2 separate regions of the Bombyx mori genome follow, and region 1 is linked to region 2. Evidence: chromatin contacts called from public Hi-C data. All regions are on one chromosome and are shown on one strand. The core of a region is the stretch at or near the end of the contact, and the rest is flanking DNA. Distances in the headings are between cores, read along the strand shown. Region 1 holds the start of LOC101742711 (electron transfer flavoprotein beta subunit lysine methyltransferase). Region 2 has its middle 12 kb from the start of A1.

What was found. Hi-C and Micro-C count contacts between places; a contact is called where the count stands out from the background.
Region 1: a contact with region 2 is called in a Hi-C map of posterior silk gland, with 3 times the contacts expected there. The contact joins the promoter of LOC101742711 here to the enhancer-like site in region 2. A contact is called at or near these places in 2 of 7 Hi-C or Micro-C datasets (middle silk gland and posterior silk gland).

What each region holds. Positions count from the first base shown.
Region 1 is chr28:418,595-421,294 of ASM3026992v2, reverse strand. LOC101742711 (electron transfer flavoprotein beta subunit lysine methyltransferase) reads right to left here and starts at 1,255. Exons shown (of 5, transcript XM_062676776.1): 1 at 1,193-1,255. The coding sequence starts at 1,240. LOC101742570 (growth arrest and DNA damage-inducible protein GADD45 alpha) reads left to right here and starts at 506. Exons shown (of 3, transcript XM_004933468.5): 1 at 506-1,035; 2 at 1,312-1,528; 3 at 1,741-2,320. The coding sequence starts at 974. The coding sequence ends at 1,956.
Region 2 is chr28:117,201-119,900 of ASM3026992v2, reverse strand. No RefSeq gene overlaps it. Among protein-coding and RNA genes, the nearest start is that of A1, 12 kb to the right of the region's middle. Within about 2 kb of position 1,345, at least 2 of the 8 cell types and tissues checked have open chromatin away from gene starts, as enhancers often do.

The DNA.
Region 1 (2,700 bases), core at 6-2,505, 300 kb before region 2:
TTCACTCCATATTATCATTTTTCATAAAATTAAGAATATAAAGTAAAATAAGACATGACTTAAAGGTCTTAGTTACCAGGTCATAAAATCTCTTAAAAAAAAAAAAAACATTTTCACTACCTGCCCATAACTTCAAATAAATTCTATCCTGTCGTAACACTAGAAGAAATGCCCATTAGAAGTTTTCTCATCTTGCCGTCATGGCTCTACAATAAATATACTAAAGTCCTTGTACCTATTGAAAACGAATGTTTCATTACAAATAAAAAAACAACTAAACCAGAATCAAACCCAATTTTTGTTTTCAAATGAACCATATTTCCTCTGTTGAAATAAAAACCCAATGTAGCGGGAATTCCGATATTCTCCAATGCGCTTAACGATAACAAAAAATACCTTGACCTACCGTTCTGATAGTACCTACCCTTTTCTGGCCGCATTTACTTCAAAAAAGAAGAACGGGGTAGCTCCAACTAAATTGGTCCTTAAACAAGTCGCGACAAGCCACGCGTTCGCATTTCAGAAAAAACCACTCACACACACGTACCACGTGCCACGTATCATTATTATTATCTCGTATATACACTTACAGACTTACACTAGTTAAAACGACTCACACAACCGAAAATACAAGCGTTTTTCGAAGAAACTCCGACGAAACTGATCGGAGGATACGCACACATACAAATACTAGCGTGCGCATGCGCGGCCTTTCCAATAAAAGGGAACGCTACGTCACTTCTCCACATTCTACATTGAACATCCAAAGTGTACTAACGCGAGTTTCGTTAGCAAAGTTGTGAAATTATTGTGTCACAAGTTCGAATTACTGCGAGAAGTTCAAGTGTGTTTACATAATAGAAGGATTTTATGTAAAGTGTTAGTGCTTTCTGTGAAAATTCACATTCGGATTTCACTGCGGAGTTTGGAAATTAGTGAAATTCAAGAGTTAAGAAGCATTCGTCTATCCAAAATGTACAAGGAAGCAGTTGTTCCAGTAAAAGCCGAGACCTTCAGTGTCATAGCAGCTAAAAGGTAAATAAATATCTTAATACTTTACAGCTACAACAGGAAAAATTCAATATGCATAAACTAAAATGAATATTTCACAAGAATTTCACTTGACCTAGATCAAAGAACTTTAAAGTTCTAATAACTTCAAACATGCCAATTAGACTATAAATTGACGTACCTTATGCTTTTGATAATAATATTTTGTTTGTAGTATGGCGGTTAGCATCTCCGTTTGACATGCAAGAGACTAAAGTTTTTGGTAACATATAATTTATTAATGTATTTGTTTTCCCACAGCTCTATCGGACAATGTATCAAGACAGTGTTAAGGCGAGCCTGTGTCGAAAAAAGGTTAACTATTGGCTTACTTCCCGCCATTCAATACTTATCGAAGAACTGCAATGGTGCATTGTTTTGCCTGACCGCCGAAGCCCCGCCTGGCGATAGTGCAACGCATATGCAAGATGTCCTCCTGCAAGCATTTTGCGTTGAAAATGATATTCATGTTATTAAAGTGAGTTTCATTTTATTTCCTTCTTCATAAAATGAATTATACATAGTTATTATTAATTTTATATGACAATTTAGTTTCCACGAAGTAAAAAAAGTCATTAAAATTTCCGACTCTCTAACAAGAACCTATTAATCGAATTTATAACGATTCAAGGAATTAAGTTAAAAGGAATCAAAATAAAAAAGCTAACAAATTCGTTTCTTTGTACACAGGTCGATTGTGAGACTAAGCTGAGGAGAATGCTTGGTTACTGCTCTCCCATGGACTTCAGTTGCGTGCTGGTACACTATCCGTATACAGATCCATTCACAGACAGTCAAGAAATAGATTTATCAACATTATCTGAAGCCGAGAGACAGTTGATCGACCACTGCGAATCAGACTGGGGCTATTCACAAATGCCCGTCATCAAGTTGCCCGAGAAGTGAATTAAACATGAGGATATTATTGTGAAAAGAAAATTTTGCGATATTATTTTTCAAGTAGGTCGCCATTTTGGCTTAGGCACAACGCCATCTGTTGTTTGGTAGTTGCATTAAGTCTGCTTGAGAATGTTTTGGGGTTTGTTTTGAATTAAAATAATTTAAAAATTGATAGAGAGCAATTTGTAAAATGTAGGTGCTAAACTGCTACTGTCTTAAAATGTAAAAGTGTTTTTTTCATTGTTTCATAAGATAGTTTAATGTAACGAAAAATGTATTTATTATATCTTTATACCAATTTCGTAATAAATCTTTTGTAAAAGTTAAAACATAATAAACATGAATAAAATTTTATTTTATTTGTAACAAAGTTTCTTTTTTTCCCGCTTTTTCCCCTAAATATAATCTTAAGTTAAAAAGAAAAAGATTCCAGAAAGAAGCACAAGCAAGATAGATACCCATGATATTGAACTGTCAATAATATCAGGACAATAAATTTAGATAAACAATTTAAATAATTAATTTATGGTAGGAGCATCGTATAATGGAATTTTAATAAAAAATATGCTTAAGGTTCATCAGAAATTGAAATTTAGTATTTGCTGGAATTCTTGTATTTATCTATACTTCATAATATTACAAATCTGAAGTTTGTTTGTTTGAACACGCTAATCTCAGGAAATATTAATTGGTCCGATTTGAAAAATTATTTGTGTTAAAGATAACCCATTTATTGAGGAAGACGGCTAT
Region 2 (2,700 bases), core at 96-2,595:
AAGACAATCAGTTTCTTTTCAAAGATCCACGTCCGTCTCGAGTCCCGCCCCTCGATCTTATTGCGTTCACCGACTCCTTTACAGTTTATTCAAGAATTTCACGGTTTGAAGTCTTGATTAAAATCAGCTTGTGTGCTTCGTTCGGCAGGATACAAATGTCGGCACGGCTTGACTGTTTCTTGTCTGTGAAGTAATTAATGATTTCGATAAATTGTTTTACAAACAATAAAAATGATTAACTTAGACCAAAGATATTTTACTAATTTTGTATATATGTACTTTTAATAAGTAATTTTGACGGTCTCCATCTTCGAAAAAATCGTTCAAATTTCAATAATACTATATTTTAATAATTATTTTACATTTCTTTATTTGAATATATGAAAAATGTAAAACTAGTTCTTAATAAAATTAACTTTTAAACGTTCAAATTTAGTAATTGTCATGCGTTAGTGCAAACATTCTGGGTAAAATTCAATCAGCGGTAAAATATTAGACCACGCGATGCACAGCTTTTAATATTTAAATTTCTACCAGTGTGCGTAGTGCGAGTTTTTAACGTTCTCGATAGCGTAAAAGTTACTCAAATTTGTATGCAGTTGGAACAGCGCCCCTAGCGGTAAACGTAGGCAAACGTTCCAACCCCATACAAATTGTGTTAACTTGTACGCTATCGAGAACGTTAAAAAGCTCGCATTAAGTATACAGAACTTCCTTAGCTAGTGCAGTCACTGTGAAAATATATGCGGCGTTCAATTACGGCTATTATACAATTTTGGGAAAGGAAATAGGTAAGATTTTGCATTTTTTTATGAATTGATACTGTTTTCTTTAATTTAAATGTATTTTTAACTATAGTAATATGTCAGAGAGTAATTATAAATTAGAATAATAACTTAGTTGCCCACATCGACAAATGGCATTCAGACCAGCCTAGAACCCACCTGCTGGTTTATATGTATGTATTTATATGTATGGGGCTTTTTTTTTGGTCAGGAGGAAATCGCCGGACTTCCGCCCTCCACTGGGGACGGCGGGCGGAGCTTGTCGGAGTCGAACCGACTAAAACCTCCTGTCGCTCAACAACCAACGTCCAAACCTCACATGAGACAGAACTCATGAAAAGGCATAGGGGGGAAAGTGAAGTGTTTAGTGCGGACCACATCTCTCCCATCACCCTCCCCCTCGGGACGCCGGACTGGCGGTCGTCGGCGCCACGACCACTAGCCCTCTCGGTCGGTATGTATGGGGTTACTGTCACTCCTAGCAATCAGTAATACCAAGAGCATAGTCAAGTTGCTTACGTAGTGGTTTCAATAAACAAACGATTTGAGAACATATTTTGATTACAGCGCCATCTATTGTACTTACAGGAAATTAAATGCGCTAAATTATTTGCTCATACTTGAGGTTATTTCAAATAGAATGATAGATGGCGCTTGTGTAGTTTCTTAAAATTCTACATTTATTTAATTACAGACATGTAATTTCCACATAAAGTTAATTTAAATTCCATAATATTAAGCCAAAATACAGAAATTAAATTCCAAAATATTCGTATCAAATTACAGAACATAAAAACGGAAGTTTTGAAGATTATTTCTACTCAATAGCAGATGGCGCTGCTTTTTTAATTTCATTTCACGTTCAATCTCCCTATTTTCGTGTACAAAGTAAACAAGGTCGGAACAATTTTAATTATGAAGTTGAGCGTTTATTGCTGAGAATCAGCTTCATACTAAATCGTTATTTTGTTTGATCAAGACATTGACGAGAGAAAATTGACGGGAGTTTTTGTTTGTTTGCGGGATTTTAAGAATAATTGCGTTCTTCATTTAATTTTAAGGAATTATTAACATTAGGAATTAAATTGACAAAGAATAAGTAATATACGTTTTATCTAAAGAAGATCGGTGGAACATCTTCGTCTCCTTCTATTCCTTCCAAACCTTTAGTGCTAATTGTAGCTTTATTACATACACAATATTTTTAATGAATATAATCAGGATGCGCCCGTAACACGAGGTAACCGAGAAACGCTAGTTTGATAATGCAAATGCCATTGTGTTCCCAGTTTGTCTGGCGCTCGTAGGTACGCGAAATGTTGTTCACGAGTGCTCATTGTGACCACCTGTTAGTATTGTATTCATTGTACTGTTATTAGGGTGGGATGAGCTGAATTACTTATTATTATCCAGATTACCTTATGGTAAGTGTGCAAATATCAAAGGTCGAGAATAGCGATAATCCCGATTTTATGAATAATTAATCGGCAATAGTGACTAATACTGGGAGTATTTGAAGACCTGGTTTTATTTATTTATTTATTGATTACATGGGTGGACGAGCTCACAGCCCACCTGGTGTTAAGTGGTTATTGGAGCCCATAGACATCTACAACGTAAATGCGCCACCCACCTTGAAATATAAGTTCTAAGGTCTCAAGTATAGTTACAATGGCTGCTCCGCCCTTCAAACCGAAACGCATTACTGCTTCACGGCAGAAATAGGTGGGGTGGTGGTACCTATCCATGCGGACTCACAAGAGGTCTCAGCACCGTTTGAATTGTTGCCAATCCCGTCATCTGGGGTCATTTGGAACCTCTGAGGTGTCGGTTCTCTCTGTGTACCTGTGTATGTACCGTGTGCTGCATGAATAGTGCTCTGAGTAATTGTTCAAGACGACCGCTATATCTCCTG